Regions from separate parts of the Cricetulus griseus genome. Here all the other regions are linked to region 3. A link is a contact called in public Hi-C and Micro-C data. All regions are on one chromosome and are shown on one strand. The core of a region is the stretch at or near the end of the contact, and the rest is flanking DNA. Distances in the headings are between cores, read along the strand shown.

What was found. A called contact is a pair of places that touch in the nucleus more often than the background predicts.
Region 1: a Hi-C map of the CHO-K1 cell line shows a contact between it and region 3, with 1.8 times the contacts expected there. The contact joins the promoter of LOC113837489 here to the promoter of LOC103161457 in region 3.
Region 2: a contact with region 3 is called in a Micro-C map of the CHO-K1 cell line, with 2.0 times the contacts expected there. The contact joins the promoter of Zhx2 here to the promoter of LOC103161457 in region 3. A contact is called at or near these places in 3 of 8 Hi-C or Micro-C datasets (the CHO-K1 cell line and fibroblasts).

What each region holds. Positions count from the first base shown.
Region 1 is chr10:29,607,652-29,611,159 of CriGri-PICRH-1.0, forward strand. LOC113837489 reads left to right here and starts at 1,484. Exons shown (of 6, transcript XM_027431657.2): 1 at 1,484-1,643. The coding sequence starts at 1,527. The region is part of intron 3 of Zhx1 (zinc fingers and homeoboxes protein 1); the gene reads left to right. It overlaps LOC113837490 (a long non-coding RNA gene), which reads right to left and starts at 719. Exons shown (of 3, transcript XR_003488090.2): 1 at 1-719.
Region 2 is chr10:29,986,149-29,990,053 of CriGri-PICRH-1.0, forward strand. It overlaps Zhx2 (zinc fingers and homeoboxes protein 2), which reads right to left and starts at 1,290. Exons shown (of 5, transcript XM_027431667.2): 1 at 679-1,290.
Region 3 is chr10:29,764,764-29,768,419 of CriGri-PICRH-1.0, forward strand. LOC103161457 (derlin-1) reads left to right here and starts at 2,393. Exons shown (of 7, transcript XM_027431665.2): 1 at 2,393-2,726. The coding sequence starts at 2,574.

The sequences.
Region 1 (3,508 bases), core at 234-2,733, 160 kb before region 3:
GGTGGAATCTTGGATTGGCTGCTATATGGGATTTGGGTTCAGTTTTTCATAGGAAAGGGAAGCAATTATTAGTCAATAAACATAGCTGTATTTTGTGCAACAAACAGCACAGCTGCAGGAGTAAAGTAACCAAGGAAGTTTAGTGGGAAAAGGTTGGCAACTCCTGAGTCCAGGGATCCTGAGTCCAGAGGGCAGAGAACTAGCACCCACAGAGGGCAGAGAACTAGCACCCACATGCAGCCCTAAAAGGACTTGCTGCCCTCTCAGTACAAGCCCTAGCTCAGTTAGAGTCGGGCAGGAGGCTCGAGCTCACTGACTCCAGAGGGGAGGGGAAGGAATTCTGAGAACAAACAGCTTTCATAAGGAAAGGGCTGGAACCCCCCCCCCCCCCACCCGGGCCTGCCTTTGCTGTGCTCTAACTGTGCTCCCGGAGCAGGGGTTTTGAATGAGCTCATGTACCCCGCCGGCCGTCTGACAAGCTTTACAAGCCTATTTTAATCAATACCCATTCCACAGACTCGGTTGAACAGCTAGTGAAGCAAGGATCAGGAAGCCAGACTCTCGAAGTCCTTCAGTACTGTGCTGTTAGGGCAAATATCTCTCCTTTTTAGGACCTCGTTTTGTTTTTCCTTAGTTATGGTATCATGGATTTTTTTCTCATATTTTTCTATAATATCCGTTTTTTTTCTTTTTTAAACAATTATTTATTTATTGTTCATTGGGGTTTGCCTGCGTGTATGTCTGTGTGAAGGTGTCAGATCCTCTGGAACTGGAATTACAGACAGTTGTGAGCCGCCATGCGGGCGGGGGTTGGGAATTGAACCCGGGACCTCTGGAAGAGCAGACAGTGGTCTTAACCACTGAGGCATCTCTCCAGCACTCCCCCCCTCCCCCAATTATTTTCTTAACATGGAGTATCACATTTCTGATGGGAAACCAAAACAAGCCCTCACCTAGGTATTAAAGACGGCCCTGGCTTCCCCTGGGTGGAGCCAGCCATCGGAGGCTGCAGGGCACGCGGCTGTGTGAGCCACGAGCAGAAGCGGGGCTCTGGGAACCGGGCAGGCGCCTGCGGTCGCCCCCGAAAGACAGTGAGTGGCGATCTTCACTTCCCGGGGCCAAGACGCTCCTGCAAGTCTCCCAGCCCTGCAGGGCGGCCCGAGCAGCTCGGGTCTGCGGAGACGCCGGCCTGGCAGCCACTTCTCCAAAACCGGGGTCGCTCGCTGCCTTTCCCGCGGTGGCTCCTGGCGAAGACGGAAAATGCAAACTGGAACGGGGAGGGCGATGCACGAGAAAACTGCCGGGGTTTAAACTCCCCGGGGAGCCGGCCTTTGCAGGACGCGGGGAGAGCACTCCCTCCAGCTCCCTGCGGGGCTCAGGACGCCCGAGAGTCAGCCCCACCGCGTCTAAAAGACTACCACTCCCAGAGTGCCACGCGCCGCCCGCCCCGCCCGCCGCTTCCGGGTGGGCCGCTGGCCGGCGCCGCTCTAGGCGCCGCGTCGTCTCGGTGCCCGGCCGCGCGCGCCATGGAGGCCGGGGGCTGGGTGCTCGGCGGCGAATTCGAGGACTCCGTGTTCGAGCAGAGGCCGGAGCGGCGGCCCGAGCCGCCCGCGCCCCACGGCGCCAAGCTGTGCGAGCCGCAGGTGAGACGGCGGCCTCCTGCCGCCCGCCCCGAGCCCCCGAACCCCGGAGCCCCGGAACCCCGCCACTGCCCCGCCCGCTGCAGTCGGGGCCTGTGGGCTCGCCGCCTCAGTCCTCCTGCCTCCTGGCTGCCCGCCCCGCCCCGCACCCCACCACATACACACCACACACACACACCACATACACACCACACACACCACACACACCACACACACCACACACACACACCACATACACACCACACATACACACCACACACCCCATACACACACACCACACATACACACCACACATACACACCACACCACATACACACCACACACACACACACACACACACACACACCACACACACACACACACACACCACACACACACACACACACACACACCACACACACACACACACACACACACACACACCACACACACACCACACACACCACACACACACACACACACACACACACACACACACACACACACACACACACACACACACACACACACACACACACACACACACACACACACACACACACACACACACACACACACCACACACACACCACACACACACACACACACCACACACACACACACACACACACACACACCACACATACACCACACACACACACCACACACACCACACACACACACACACACCACACATACACACCACACACACCACACACACCACACACACACACCACATACACACCACACATACACACCACATACACACACCACACACCCCATACACACACCACATACACACACCACATACACACACCACACACCCCATATACACACCATATACACACACACACACCACATACACACCCCATATACACCCCATATACACACCACATATACACCACACATACACACCACATACACACCACACACACCACACATACATACCACATACACACCACACATACACACCACATACACACCCCACATATACACCCCACATACACACCCCACATACACACCACACATACACACACCCACAAACACACCACATACACACACCACACCCTGTATACACACCCCTCACCCCGCATACACACCACATATACACACCACATACACACCCTGCACCCCATACCCCCACCCTCACCCCACACCCCCACACCCACACCCCCACCCTCACCCCACACCCACATGTCCTGCGGGCTTCCCCAGGCTGGAGCCACACAACACCTCCCTGCCCCCAGCCCCTGCCCAGATGGTCAACAGCGCATTCTTGCAGGCCAGCCAGCTGCCTGGAAGAAGAAAATTTAAAGCCAATTTCGTTTCTTCCTTTCCTAATAGGATAATGAAAAATGGGTGGAGGTTTGTATATTGTCATTAAGAAGCTGGGAATGGCTAGTTAGAAACGGTTCGTGACTAGATAGCTGCAGAATGCGGAAGCTAACTGTGGCCCAGATGTCTGGCCTTGAGTGACATGGTGTCAGAAGAATAGAACAAAGTTTAGAACATCCCTACTGTGACGGCTCTGGAGAGGGAAACTGATTTAGCAGGCTAGCGAGGAGTCTCAATGGATACTCAGTGAAGTGTTTGGAAACACAGCCAAGCCATCAGAGTGTGTTGAGGACATTTGAGTGAGCAGAATTTGGAGACAGACTGTCTTCAGCCTCAGCAGGCTTATTGTAAAAGGCAGTAGGATATGCTGCTCTGGGCTTCCAGAGTCTCACTTTGTACCCAGGGGGTTGAAGTCAGAATAGGGAAGTGTTCTTAGAGGCGCCACCTCTTCAGAGTCTCCTTGAGTCCGCCTGGGATGCACAGGGCCTCTGGAAGGAGGTTGTCGTCTCCTTTGCTTGGACCCTCTGTGAGTCTGTGTGCTATTTTCACAATAG
Region 2 (3,905 bases), core at 40-2,539, 220 kb after region 3:
CCGGGAGCGACGCGAGGAGAGGCAGCCTCAACACGGCGTCATGCTTCCTGCCGAATCGTCACCGGGAGAGGAGAGCAGAGGGGAGAGCGGGGGAGGCAGGGGAGCAGCCCCACGCAGCCCCCAGGCTGCCCAAAAGCGCCGAGACGGAGCCACGTCCCGGTGGAGTCCCCGCGGGACCTGCCCCGCTCGCACAAAGCGCCGCAGTTTGGCCAAAGGGAGGCAGGGAGCCGGCCACAAAAATAAATAAATAAAAAAAACCAGAGTCGGGTCTACGTAACGCCCTGTCGAAAGCGGACGCCATATTTTTTTGTGGCTTATGTCGACATAGGGAAACGTAGACATGTTTTTCCTCCTCCTCCTCGGCCTGGCTTCCATTTATCCAAACTTGTAATCAAAACTACTTCATAAAAAAAAAAATCTCCCTTTCCCCCCCGCCCCCCGCCCCGGATCGGCGGATTTCCTCCCACCCACAAAAAAAAAAAGCCTGCACCCCCCCCCCACACACACCCTCCCGCGCACCCCGGCCCCCCAAACCGGCCAAGTCCCATTAGCAACGCATTTTCGGGAGCGGCGGCGGCGGTGGGAAAGTTGGGCTGGAGTAGCGGGCGCCCGGCGAGCCGGGCTCGGGGCTGGCGGTGCCCCGCCGAGGGTGCTCCGCGCCGGGGCGAAGTTTCTTACCTGCGCCGGGGCTGGGAACGCGGGGACCCGGGCTGGGAAGGCGGAGACGAGGCACGGGCGTTCCAAAATGGAACTCTGCTGGCTCCCCCCACCCACTCCCCACTCCCCACCCGGCGCCCGACTCGGGCTCCGTGGGAAAGAGGTGGTGGTGGTGCTGGTGCTGGTGGTGGTGGGGAAAGCCAGCCTGGCAGACGGACAGACAGACAGGAAAAGCCCCCGTATGGAGAACGGTTGGGCGAAAATTTTAAAAGAAAAAAAAAAAGAAAAGAAAAAGAAAAGAAAAGAAAAAAAAAAAGAAAAAAGGAAAAAAAAGGGGGAAAAATGTCTCGATCAGTGGGGAATCTACGCCAAAACCCACATGATCTGTAACGTCAGCGTGCGTATTTGCATACGATACCACCGCCGGAGCTGCCACCCGGGCTCGGGTTCCGCAGAAAGTTACAAAGTGAAATTCAGGCCCCTCGGCGGACGCCGGCAAAATGTCATTTTTAGGAGGGAGCTGCGGGTGGGGGGGAGGCTCGCCCTAAAGGCTCTGATGAGTAGCCAAACGGGAGGTGTGTGTGTGTGTGTGTCTGTGCTGTGTGTGTGTGTGTGTGTGTGTGTGTGTGTGTGTGTGTGTGTGTGTGTGCAGCAAATGAACTCAAAAGTCCGAGTCCAGTAACGGACACGATGGAATTTTTGCGGGAAGAGATGGATGGGGGAGGCGCAAGCGGGATCCCCTGAATTTTGAGCACCAGCCGGCGCGCGGCCGCGGCCAACCCCTCGCGGTGGTGCAATACCCATTTTCTTTATGAAAAGTTCAAGGTGTCACTGATGAGCTCAACAAACTGTTGATCCTGGCTCACCACGTGGAGTGGCGGACCGTGGGACCGCAGGGCGCTAGGGCTTGCCCGGCGCTGGCAGCGCCCGGGACTCTGTGCCCTCCTGCGGTGCGCGGGGGCACAACGCGGGTGGGGTCCTCACGCGCCCTGGTCTCTGGCTGCTCTTTCTCCCGCCTTCCGGCTCAAGAAAATAATAACACACTTGCAAACTTTTTTTTTTTAAAACTAAGATGCATTTTACTCCCGGCTTGGGAGCGGGGCGGGGAAGAAGGCTCCCGCACTTTATGTAACCACTTGAGGTCAGATCACTTTTGTTGGGGATTTCCGCTCGCGCCTGGGCTCCGTCGGGTTAAGGATCTTCAAACTTTTTTTTTTTCCTCCTCCAAACCCATAAACAAACAGTCTCGGGGCAGGGGGGGGGGGGAGATGACTTAAACTTGTCTAACCCAAGTTCGCAGGGGCTCTCAGACTCAGAGACAAGCACAAGCCTGTTGCGCGCACCCCTCAGTCCCTCGGAGGTGAGACGGGGGTCACACTGGGAGCTGGGACAGCCGCGTTCCCCGCGGGAGGGGTCTCCAAAGGCCACCTCCTCCTGCGCTGCAGAGCACCCCGCGGGGTGTCGTGTGTGTGTGTGTGTGTGTGTGTGTGTGTGTGTGTGTGTGTGTGTCCTTTCCCTGCAGCCTTGGGAACCATGAATTTGCGACCCGGCTGCTGCACTGCGGTCACAGGCAGTGTTAAAAGGCTTTGGGCGAGCATCCGAGGGACGCCGAGGCCCTCCGGCTGCAACCTGCCTGCGCTGCGAATTCTTCCCTCTAGGACCCCGGGTCCCTTTTGCAGACTCCAGGGCGCTTGGCAATTTCTTGGGTGTGGGCGCTCTGCAGCCCACCGTGGGCGAGGGGCCCAGAGCTCTGGAACCCATAGGCGACACTAGTAGTTATTCGAGGAAAAAGGGGGGCCTGGGGCTTGGAGACTGCCGAGTCGCCTCCCACCCTGCGGATTAGCAGGCACGGCGCGGCGGGGCTTCCCAGCCAGTTCTGCTCCGGGGAATTAGAACGAACTCTAGCGGCCGCTTGCGACTCCGCTCGCTCGCTCGCTCGCTCGCTCGGGGCGCGGGACAGCAACAGGTGAAAGTGTGCTGCGGGGTGGGCAAGGAGACGACCCAGGAGACAGTGGAAGACTGGCTTTGGGGGCTGCGGGTGGCCGTGGCTCTGGGGAACCTCTTTTGGCATTTTATTTTCGTAGACTGGAAAGAAGGAAGTAGTTAAAAAAAATTAAAGGTCGCCCCAAGGTTCCCATTTCTCTGGTAACCTTTTATTTTTTTTTCCGGAAGTTTTTCCTATTTAAGATTAAATTAGCGCACATGCAAACATTTCTTACGCTTTGCAAGCTTTGGATGGATTATTGCTGACTGGGGTGGGGGAGGGGACGTTGCTTTTTTTTTTTTTTTTTTTTTGATAAGTAAAAAGTCCCCAAAGGGGATCCTGGCTGCTGACTGGTTTTTCTCCTCCTTCTCACTAGGGAGACAAATGCCCCCCCCCCCGGCGCCCTCCACCCGTTCTTAACAGGATTCGGTTCAGAGCTTTGTCGGTGACTATAATCCGGATCTCAGTCTCATCTGATACCGGTAGATGATCTGCGAGGAGTCTTGTCAACTTGCATCCCACACCAGAATTCAGAGATGTTGTCTGAGCTGGGTAGGCTTTGTCCATTGACAGGAACTAGGGTCCCTTAGGAAGAGGGTATTTCAGTTGAAGAATTACCTCCACCAGATTGGCCTGTGGGCACACCTCTATGGGGCCTGGATGGATGTGGCAGGGCCCAGCCCGGTGTGTAAGGGGCCAGTCCTGGTCTGGTGATCCTGGACTGCATAAGAAAGCAAGCAGAGCAAGCCACCCAGAGCAAGCAGTTTACCTCATGGCCTCTGCTTCACTTTCTGTTTCCAGTGTCGTGCCTTGAGTTTCTGCCTTGTCATCCCTTGATGACAGACCTTTTAACCTCTAAGCCAGACAGACCGTTTAATCCCTCAAATTGGTGCTGGTCATGGCGCTTACCACCACCACTAGAAAGGTAACTAGGACACTGGCTTTTCTCCCTAAATTAGGGTGTGCCAGAATATCGAAAGGACAAACAAACAAGCACCAACATTGTCAGCAGCCCAACACTCTTACACGACCTATCTTGTTTTGCCCTTCCAGGTCATTTTTTACCAACACCCCCAATCCTTTAAAATTAGGTATACTTTGCAGGCTGTTTCCATGGAAATTGCCTAAACCTTAAGGAAGCAATTCCTATTTTGGGTCTTCACTTCCTCTTGATGAGCAATTACTTAGGAAGCGTCTCTGTAAGCCGGGCGTCCACCGCCACCTGCTTCTGGCTGGGTAAACAGGTTGTATACAGCATGGGAAA
Region 3 (3,656 bases), core at 1,143-3,642:
ACTTTCTACACTTGAGAACCTGTAGGACTCCAAATTTTGTATCCTCTCATTAAACTGTGAAATATTTAGCACCTTTCTATTTTGAGAAATGTGCATTTCTTAACACTCAAAAGGGGTAGTGACCAAAATTCTTTGAAATAAAGGAACATTGTGGGTTTTTTTTTTTTTTTTGAGGGGGGTGGTTCAAGACAGGGTTTCTCTGTGGCTTTGGAAGCTGTCCTGGAACTCGCTCTTGTACACCAGGCTGGTCTCCACAGAGATCCTCCTGCCTCTGCCTCCCAAGTGCTGGGATTAAAGGCTTGTTGGGATTAAAGGTGTGGGCCACCACCCGGCAAAATAATGGAACATTGGAAACTGTAAATGCATCCATGTATTTTATCTTTGCCTGGAGAATGTGAGCCGCCTGGGCCACTTGGACCTAAGATTGAGGATTTTCCCCTCTCAGCGAGTCTGCTTATTTTAGGCCCAGGCCTGACGGTAATCAGACCTTACACACAGCTCCGGTCAGCTCTGCCTTCAACCTACAAAGCGCTGCTTCTTCTAGCAGCTGCCAACCCTTCCCCCTTTCCCTCCCATCCCATAATGACGCTTTTGTTTAGTGAGACGGGTCCAGGTTTCTTTCTTTCTTTCTTCTTTTTTTTTTTTGTTTTGTTTTGTTTTTTGTTTTTCGAGACAGGGTTTCTCTGTGTAGCTTTGGAGGCTGTCTTGGCACTCTCTCTGTAGACCAGGCTGGCCTCGAACTCACAGAGATCCGCCTGTCTCTGCCTCCCGAGTGCTGCAATTAAAGGTGTGCGACACCAACGCCAGGCTGGGTCCAGGTTTCTTTGGTGAACCATCTCTATTTTATTTTATTTTATTAGTTCAAATTAGGAACAAGCTTGCTTCAGATGTCAATCCCCTCCCCCCAACATCCCACCTGCCCCTAGCCATCCCCCCTCCACTCCCTAGGCAGGGTAAGGCCCTCAAAAGGGGCTCCCCAAAGTCTACCACATCATCCTGGGCCAGGCCTAGGCCCTTCGCCATGTGTCCAGGTCAAGAGAGCATCCCTTCACAAGGGATGGGCTCTCAAAATCCCTTCTTTTTTTTTTTTTTAAGACCTTACATATTTAATACAGTGTGTTACCCCTGTACAATTGGAAAAAAATTAAGGGTGAACCATCTCTCTCATTGCAGTTAAGTCCAAACGTTTTGTTCTCTACAAGTCAAGCTTACAGTTGTGTTCTCCACGGAAGGTTCCACCGCTTGCACCGTAGGTCCTGCTCCATGACAACGGCAACAAAATAGAATAAAAGTTCTAGTGAAATAGGTATGTTTCCAGCGACTGTTTTGTTTTTGTTTATTTTTTCGCATCATCTTCATTTGTAGCTAATTTAAAGCCCCCCCCAAGCAACCAGATTAAAAATCAATGGGGGGGGGGAGAGGGAGAAGGGATTGACATGTGAAGCAAGCTTGTTCCTAATTTGAACTAAAAAAAAAAAAAAATTAAAAAATAAAGAGCAGGGCTGGAGAGATGGCTCAGAGGTTAAGAGCACTGCCTGCTCTTCCAGAGGTCCTGAGTTCAATTCCCAGCAACCACATGGTGGCTCACAACTATCCGTGATGAGATCTGGTGCCCTCTACTGGTGTGCAGATATACATGGAAGCAGAATGTTGTATACATAATAAATAAATAAAAAATCTTAAAAAAAAATAAAGAGCAATACCCAAACAAACAAACCAAAACCAAGTCAAGGCCGAACCCCCTTTCAGTTCCCTTTGCAGTCCTGTTAAAAGCCGTCTTGTCTCTCCGTGACAAACTCTTTCCCTAGGTTTTCGTTTGTGCAGCCACCCTTGCTCAGAAGGCCACGGATGTGTCCATCTGCAGCCGTCTCTGCAGCCGTCTCCCGGTTCTCCAGTGCTCCGCTGCACCCTTCCCCGCCATCTCTATTTCCCCCACACCCTCCTCCGGAGGAAACCTTTGCTCCATTTCTCATTTTTTCCTGTCTAACCGTGCCACGGCCGCAGTTGCATCCATCCCCGGGTGTCAGCAACCCGCCATTCAGGGATTCACCGTGAGCAGACGGACGCCCGACGGGAGCCATGGCAACCGTGCACTTCGCCGCCTCCTCGCCCTTTAAATAAATAAACACTCACGGAGAGGCACCGGCTCGGCTTTCCACGCCAGCGAGCGCCGGCCGGAGGGCACGCGACCTCCCCGTGGGCTGCAAAGACTGGCCGTTGCCCCGGGCAACCGCGCGGTTTCCCACGAGACACGCCGCCCCGCCCACCCGCCGCGCTTGGCTCCGCCCCAGGAGGGCGTGCCCGGGTTTAAAGGGGACACTGGCCCTTTAAGGCGCGAGGGCCTCTCTGGTCACGTGGCCCCCTCGCGCGCGCGCGCACTGGCTCGCGGCCGCCGGAAGGGGAAGTTTCCCTGGTGAGCGCTGCCTTGGCTCGCCCGCTCGCTCGCTGGCTCGCCCGAATTCGGTGGCGCCACGTCCGTCGGTCTCCGCCTCCTGCACGGCGGCTGCGCTCCTGGCTGTCCCTGGCCGAGGCGGCCGAGCGGCGCGGCGCAGCCGGCCACCTGACGGGCCACCATGTCGGACATCGGGGACTGGTTCAGGAGCATCCCGGCCATCACGCGCTACTGGTTTGCCGCCACCGTCGCGGTCCCCTTGATCGGCAAGCTCGGCATCATCAGCCCGGCCTACTTCTTCCTCTGGCCCGAAGCCTTCCTCTATCGCTTCCAGGTAGGAGCCGGCGTCGCGCCGTGGGTGGAGACTACAGCCCCCAGGTGCCCCCGCGGCGGCGGGGCCGCGGCGGCGGGCTGCGGGGCGCGCTGGGGCTGGTGGGATTTGTAGTGCGTCCGGGGCCGCTGGTGGCGGTGGTGGGGGGGCGTTAAGGCTTGGTTGGTCCTTTGGGTGTCCTGACTTAAGAGTCGCTGGGAAGTGACTCACGACCCTTGTCGTCTGGCACCATGGGGCTCCCCGCCCTCCTGGCGCTGAAGGAGATGGTGGTGAGAAGGTAAGTTAGGGATGGTTACCAGTCTGTTGGCGGATGGGGACTGCCACCTGCCTCCATGTCCTCAGCCCTCCGTCGGTCCCCACCGCGGCAGTGCCATCCCAGTCAGTGGTGTCCGCTTGACAGACTTGTACACGGGCCGTTTGCATGTCTACAGCTTCTCTCTGCGCCTTATTGAAGTGGTTTAAGGTCAGAGATTAAAAAAAAAAAAACGAAAGAAAGTGTGAATTTATCTGTATTTCCTGAGGGCCCTAACCCAGCTCCTGGCGTAGGGTAGTTAAATGTATCAGTGAATGATTAAGTTACTCAGGAAGCGGGAGATGTCAGTTTTCTTAAGCTCCCAGGAAGACATCCAAATTACCTTTCCGGGCCAAAGAATATTAATTTCCTAGAGGTTATTTTTAATCGTTTCTGTGATATAAAAATTTAATCAGGGGAGGCTCAGGTTCTCCCATCGGGAAACACTGTGTACAGGCCCTCGACTTCGTTTTCCCAGCCCAGAATCTATCAAGAAGGTCATTTGGGTGCTACCTCACCTGGATAGCTGGAATACAGGCCTCTCTCTTTCTCCATTGCAAGCTGTTACCACTCCAGCGTTGCCCCATTTGTTCTCAGTGGGCAGCTAGAGTGATCCTGTTAAAACAAAAATTATGTCCTGT